Regions from separate parts of the Capsicum annuum genome. Here region 1 is linked to region 2. Evidence: chromatin contacts called from public Hi-C data. All regions are on one chromosome and are shown on one strand. Each heading gives the region's core, a stretch centred on a gene start, on an enhancer-like site or on the middle of the called end of the contact. The rest is flanking DNA. Distances are from core to core; before and after follow the strand shown. Region 1 has its middle 4.2 kb from the start of LOC107856758. Region 2 has its middle 24 kb from the start of LOC107856481.

The links. Hi-C and Micro-C count contacts between places; a contact is called where the count stands out from the background.
Region 1: a Hi-C map of placenta shows a contact between it and region 2, with 1.9 times the contacts expected there. The contact joins two enhancer-like sites. A contact is called at or near these places in 2 of 5 Hi-C or Micro-C datasets (leaf and placenta).

What each region holds. Positions count from the first base shown.
Region 1 is chr1:144,511,937-144,515,798 of UCD10Xv1.1, reverse strand. No RefSeq gene overlaps it. Among protein-coding and RNA genes, the nearest start is that of LOC107856758, 4.2 kb to the left of the region's middle. Within about 2 kb of position 1,913, at least 3 of the 5 cell types and tissues checked have an H3K27ac peak or open chromatin away from gene starts, as enhancers often do.
Region 2 is chr1:144,469,146-144,473,054 of UCD10Xv1.1, reverse strand. No RefSeq gene overlaps it. Among protein-coding and RNA genes, the nearest start is that of LOC107856481, 24 kb to the right of the region's middle. Within about 2 kb of position 2,649, at least 3 of the 5 cell types and tissues checked have an H3K27ac peak or open chromatin away from gene starts, as enhancers often do.

The DNA of each region.
Region 1 (3,862 bases), core at 664-3,163, 43 kb before region 2:
ACGGTCAACATAGAAAGACCATCAAAGAATATGGTACAATGACCTGGGTTGTTTCTCCCTTAACTAAAAGTCTCGGGTTCAACTCTTAGGTATGAAAAAATTCTTAGTATGGAGTAATATCCCCAAATGAGTCATATTCAACGTGAATCCAGATTAGTCGGACTCCAATATGAATACCGAAAAAAAAAACGCAGAAAGTATAGAAGTAGAAAAAAAAAAAACTAAGGGTGAGCCTGTCGTTATAAACTTTAACATAGTTTTGTCCATTTTGTGATTTTGGTCTATTAGAATTTTTCTTTTACTTTTAAAGTAAGAATAATTCCTATGTTTAATTTTTAGGTAAGTGTTGCACTAATTACATCCTTTGGAATGGCATGATAAATGTTGAAGTGAAGTTAACAATCTTTTTCCAAAGTTAACTTAGATGGACACAGTTGGAACTAAAAAGAATTTTCTAATAATGTAATCATCACTTGAGAAAAAATAAAGAGAAGATAACTATTTCCATGCCCTAACTCCACCACCGCCCAAACATTTTCTTTACTATTATTTTTTTTTAATTTTAATTTATGTGATGTAATTTGATTTGACATGAATTTAAATTAATATTTGATGATATTTGTGTGACTACATAAATTTTATAAATGAAATTTTTAAATAATTTTTTATTTTAAATATTAAATACATTGCATTATTTTAGAAACAAGACAATAAGAAATATAATACTTATTATAAATAAACAAATAATGTACTATATTATTTTTTACAAAGCATTTTCTACTTATTTTAAGAAGAATATAAATGTCAAATGTCATTATATAAAACAAGAAAAAAACTAGCGGGTACCACTTAGTAAGTAAATAAATGAAACCTGATAAATTTGTAATAGATGTTAATTGTAAATTTTTCAAAAAATATTTTAAAAATTATACGTTTAATGAAATAATAAAATCACATAAATTGAAACGGTAGATAAAGTCAATAATAAGAAATACTAATCAAACAATTAGTCAAAACAAGGAACGCTAGAGCGTAATTCGTAAGGTAAGGTGTGGGGGGCTTTTGCCTAGTGGATTTGGGAGGAAAGGGGACTTCATATGTTAATATGGCATTTGTATTCCACATACACTTTTTATGATCATTAGCTGTTTGAGAGGATTTACTATTTTTCTCTTTTTTATAATCTTTCAATTGATTTATATTTTACGTTACATTTTTTTAATCGTTTAAGAGAATAAACTTTTCGTGAGATTATAATTTTTGAACTAATTTATAGTATATGAAAGTTGGTGTTAAATATTCTCATAGAATGTGATAAGGTGGGATGTTTCAAAACTATATTTGATATTGGATTTATATTATATTTAATTAATGATATAATTTAATTTTGAGATAAATTTATATCATTAATTAAATATAATATAAATATGATAGTATGATAGTAAACTAAAATTTGAGATAGGCTATCTTATCCCGACGAGCCCTAATACTCTCGTGGAAGGGGAAAAATATTTCTTTTTTTTTTTTTTCTCATTCGGTATTCGGTACGCACATTGAAATCCGACTAATTTGAATTCGAATCGCGTAGGGTTTCATTCAGGGGGAAGCGCTCCCTATCAAGAATTTTTTTATACCCAAGACTCGAACCCGAGACCTCTGATTAAGGAAGGAGCAGTCTCATCCAGTGCATCACATCCTTTGCTAGTGGAAAAATATTTTATTTCGAGCAATTTTAATTTATTATTCATTTTTTTTTGACATAAAATGGTACTACTACTATTCAAAATTCAAAAAAAAAGGTGTAGTTAAAAAGGCCAAGGAAATGACAGTGAAATAGGATAATGACTAACCCCGGGGAATGGTGTCGTGTAATGAATTGGCCAGCTGGGCAATAAATAAACATATACTAGTTTATGTGGAAAAAGCAACATGTGACCTGCTGCCTTTGCATCCTTTGACAGCCTGTTTCTCTCTATTCTATTCTACTACTATCCTCTTTTGCTTTCTCTTCATAAAGCAACCCCATTATCAGCCTAATATAGCCTTGAACACCTACTTGTGTGTAGTTTTCAAATATAATACTCCCTTCTTTTGAATTTATCTGTTCGATTTTAATTTGACAATGTTTAAGAAAGAAATAAAATAATTCAACAACTTGTAGTCTTAGTTAGACGAAGGGGTCCTTCGAATAGCTGGTAAAATTATTGCTATAAGATTAAGAGGTTACAAGTTCAAGTCGTGAAGATATTTCTGAATGACTTATAAGACAAGACTCCACACAATAAGCTTTTATGATTCGTTTTTTTTTAAACCCAACGTATAGTAGCAGCTTTAATGCATAGAACTGTCTTTCTAATTTTTAAGATATATAAAATATATCGAACGTTCTTTAATATTATGATATTAAATACTCCCTCCTTCTCAAATTGAGATGACATATTGATTAAGAAAAATATTAATAACATGGCTAGTTTATTATAGTGTCCCTATTAAATGATGTTTATATTTTAATTTAAAGAAAAGGTAATTAATGCAAAGGGTAAAACATGAAAAAAAAAAATTATCTGTTCTTGATTAATGAAAAAATATAAATAAAATAAGAAATTAAATTAAAAAATTTTGGACGGAGAGAGTATATTCTATGAAATGTGAGAAATACTTGACACATTTTTGTTCGGCATACTAAAAAGATAGTTGAAAGAGGGGGATTGATAAAGTGGTAATCCTATGCCAGCTAGACAGTACAGTATATTACACGCTGGCATTTGGGCCATGGTGTACGAAAGTGACCTTTCAACATCCTTGCCACGTAGGAAAAAGACCAATGCATTTGGCTTTCCTATATTAAGGGTCCCTTTCTGCACAGAGTTGTCTTTCTTTTAGGGTGCACTGCAGGAGATAAAGAGGCTTATTTACTGACTTCTTTCCTTTAAATTATCCTACAATTTCAAGAATAAAAGGCACTGCAGGAAATGAGATCATATTTAGGGACTTATTAAGTGTCTTTGCTTAATGTAGGACAAATTAGTCCCTTGAGACCAACAACAAGTGTTTATAAAAGTGGACCTTACTCTCTCTATTATTCAAACAAACACAACTCTAAAAACCAATTACTTTCAGAGTTGGCTATGTTTGAAATAGTAGTTTTTTGACCAAGTATTCTCGAAAGTCAAAAATGCTTATTTTAAGAAAAAAAAAAAAGTGGTGTTTGATCTTGTTTTTACAATAAATAAAAATGAAGTATTTTTGAGTGGTAATGGAAACGATTTTTTAGAAGCTGAAAAATAATATACTCCAGTAGTTTTTTCATAAGCATTTTAAAATTTTGGCCGAGAACAAATTCCTGCTTTAAAGTACTATTTATTAATGATTGTTGAAATTGGAATGATTACTCAAATAGAGATTATTATTCCTGAAAAGTATAGTAAATTATAGAACTTTGACCAAACAAATTAATAGTATTAATATCATTTCCAAAAACCAAGCGTATCCTTCTTGGCAAGGGTGTAATATGTAAGGTTGGTTCGATTTTTATTAAAAAAAAATACACCAATCATGTCGGTTTATTAAAATTATAAATTAAATCAAATTAATATAAAATTGATTTTTTTGGTTTAGGTTTTAGTTGTTTTTATTTCGTTTTTTTTTTATAATATTTAGTTTTTATAATTATATCGTGATCGAAGACTAGATCAAATATGTTTTCACTCATGTGCTAATGAAAAATCATAATTATGAAAAAATGAGGAGCGAAAAACTCTCTTAAAACTAAAAAGTGAGATGAAGAGTGAAAAATTTAGATTTTAAGTTTATATTGGGTTTTGGATCATTTAATTAGCAATTAATGAACAAATATTACAAC
Region 2 (3,909 bases), core at 1,400-3,899:
CCATGTGTACCAGCACTGCTACAAGTCTCAACAAAATGAGCGATGTGTTGCCTTGGATTTTCCTTTCCATCAAATTGCTGAAACTTTAGCGGTTGATATTCAATTGGCATCAGTAAGCCCTCGATTCACTTAGAATACGGCTTTGAGTATCCTACGAAACTTTGTGACGGACCGTCATATTGTGCCTTGATGGTGTTTGCAATCATATCTTGCAGTTGTTAAACGGTTAGAGTAGCCACTGAAGCGGATCGATCATCGCAGTAATTGTCACTTGTCTTGATGAGAGATTCACCATCAACTTTTTCTCGCGGTGTTAGATTATAATTTGACTCTCTAGGATTGTAGAGATCTAACTTGTTCATAAGTCTGGTGATTTGATGATCTTTCTCATCAATGGACTTCTTCAAGGCTTCAATGGTTTGCTCCATCATAGCAAACTTCTCGTCTAAGTCAATTGCATCTACCATGACGGTGTTGACTTTCGTTGAAGTTGGAGAATTCATTAAGTTTTCAGATTCTTCAAAGTTGCAGCCAGTTTCAGACGGTTCATCTGATAAAATAGATGCAAAGTTGCCCCCAGGGGTTGTAGTTACTGCTGAAATTTGAGATTTTCTCCTTTTTGTCATCTCCAAAATGGTAAAGTATTGGGATCCATCCAAAGCACAAGCGTTGAGATTGCATAGATTGATGGGGCCAACAAGTTTGATCTTAGTAGACGTGGCAGTAGTAAACTTCTTGCACGAAACTTTATTAATTTTTCTGAAGTTCATTGTAGTAGTTGAATATGTGATTTCCTTTGACTTGTAGGAGGAAGAGATGAAGAGCAGAACTGGTCCCACTAGGCGTGCTAATTTGTTCGTAATAAATTTTCATTAACGCTGAAAATTAACTGCAAGCAAAAAATAAAATAAACAAAAAAATAATTTTATTTAAGGTAATTTTGCGGGTACAATTTCGTTATTATCTCGATTCTTCTCTCCTAAGTTTTTTCGTGATTCGAGGGCCTTTGCAGTGTGATTCTCGAATGTAGGATGATTTGAGTCTCCTAGAAATGTGTTTGGATCTCCAGGAATTATCTGACAACACTTCGTCTCGTCGAGTTGATCTCCGGGCAGAACTCCGTTAGTCAATTCGTTGAAGAGCTGTGTAGTCAATGCAGAAGTTTCCTCCAATGCTTACAGAATGTCCTCCTTTTTCTTTCTTTTAGAATGTTATGTTACCCCCTATTTATAGTTGTGGGGTAGGCCTTAGTTGCTTGTGATTGGCCAAAACATGTCACTTTGACACTTGACACCTTTTGACTGGTTGTTGAATTTGAATGAGATTTCCACATCATTTGTACATATGGCGGCATCTCATTGGTTTTGGATTTGATTTGGATACTACGTCACTTGATGAGTTTGGGCTTCAAAGTGAGATGGACCTTGATGAAGAATAAAATAGACTTATTATTATTATTTTTTAGCCCAAAATAAGTTTAAACCTAATAAATATAACTCAAATTCAAATTTTATATAAATTTGATCCAATAAATTTTATACGTCTACAACGTTGCTTCTCAATCTTTTCCACTACAGATGTAACACTTTGTTAGCATATGTATTTACGATAACTCCAAAATTTTTTGATTATAATTAAACAAATAGTCATCACTATCTATATTTTGTCTTGTTTTATAAAATTTAAAAACAATAATGAGAACTCATAGAAGCCAGTGCAATAGATTTGATAGTTATGAAAATGTCATATTCACTATCTTATTGATCAAAAGTAACAAAGGCACATGTGATCAGTGACTGATAATTGATAGTGTATTATATGTGGTGTAAGTAGAATAATGTAGCAAAATTTAATGCCGATTACCCACAAGAATAGTAGGTTTTGGTTTTGATCATGATGGATAACTCGATTAATAATTCTCCATGAATAGCTTTAACAAATACTTTTCCGTTTATCTTTACGTGTTCATTATATTAAATAAATTTTCACTTTTATTTATTTATTTTAACATATCAAGATAAAGATTAACGCTATTCATGTTTCATCCCGAACATTAGACTACTCATTTCAAATTATTTTTCAAGTCCACTAAGATTATACATCAATTTATATAAATATCATGATAAAATGCACTTCATTTGTTATTCTTCAAGTGATCGTTCGATATATGCGATAAGATGAACAAGGATATCATGTCATGGATTTGGATGTCTCATGTGATAATTTTATCCTACCTTCTATATAAGATAGTAATATCTTCACTTTAGTATAAATAGTGAGATAAAATAATTACAAAATTAGCTAATACCTCATACCAAATATTGCGTTATAATATTAATCTCAACTTTGAAATTACTATCTTTATCCCACGTATCAAACAATTCCTTAAATATATGCAAACTTAATTATGAATAAGTAAAAATTAACAAAAGAAATAAAACCAAAAATTTGGATCATAATAATACGAGCTTGAATCCTTGAACAAGCGGAGCAAAAACGTTTAAAGCAGAAAAAAAAGTCAATTTCAAAAGGAAAATCTAGAATTCTGGATGAAAGGGCAAATTCATGCGATTCTTGATTAGCCGACTAAGAGCGAATGAGGCGGGCAAGGAGAGCGACATTGCTATAGGTTCGATGCATCAATATCAATATATGTTCAATCTTTTTCTATAACTTAAGTAATTCTTCATTCGAGATGTCAATTGTATTATTAATAATCTCTTTATCCCTCTTGTAATTATACAACAATTTTATAACATTATAATAATCAATATGATATAATTAATGAAGTACTATTATTGAGTAAATTTGACTGATAGGATAAGATAAGGAGCAAACCAAAACAGGAATGCTAAGAAAATAGGAAGCAAAGAAAAGAAAAGGCCATGTTTATTTACATGTGAGTAATGGCCCCTTCCCATGTGCATTTATGTGTTCCTTCCAAAATATTTCCCCTTAATTCACAGCCTTACATCAATTCAGATTCATGACTTGGAGATTGGACCCTTCACTTTATCACTTTTTTTTTTTTTAATATAAATAACAGTAATTACATTCTCTCCCGTTTTTTAATTACTTTACTCTCTCTCCCTATTAATATACATAATATAACCGATATATACATAGCATTCTGTGTAAATATTGAAATTTTTGCAATATGTTTAGATAATTAAGATTTTTTGTAATATTGAAAAATAAGTTGTGTATTTGTGTAATTTTTATTTTTTTTTGGAAAGCCTTTTTCTCTTAAAAGTTGTGTGCCTTTGGGCCTACTTTTTGTCAGCTTATTACTCCCTATGTTCACTTTTATGAAAACAAAATATTTAATGTAAAAATTATAAGATAGTAATTTATTATTTTATTTTTATTATTAAGTATTACTATTTATTTTTTAATATTTAAATGACTTTTAATTATTAGATATAATATAATTAAATTATCATTTTATTTTTTATTTTTTTAATGAGTGTGTTAAGTTAGACATGAACAAATAAATATGAAGGGGCGAAATAATACATATGCTTCATTTAAGAATCAAATTCCTCTATGTCAAATTTCGGATTTTTCCATTTTAATTGATTTATTTTAGTCAATGATGAGAGGACAAGATTATTGCTTTTGGGGTTCACTTAGTTCAATAGGAAGAATAGTGACTTTCTTTTTTCTTTTGGCAGAAACTGAGTGTCAGCTCAATATATCATTTGGCAAGGTTAGTTTATCAATCTTTCGATTGATTACTTTAAATATTTGGGAAAGGATATGGACTGAAACACTTTAAAAAATTTAGGTCCACGTTTAGGTTTATGAACATTCTATGGTTAGTCTGTCTAAAATATTACTATCGTTCAATGGTTATTGGGCAATTTCAGACCTCCCCTCCCCTTTTGAGCCAATTCAGTCATTTTGACT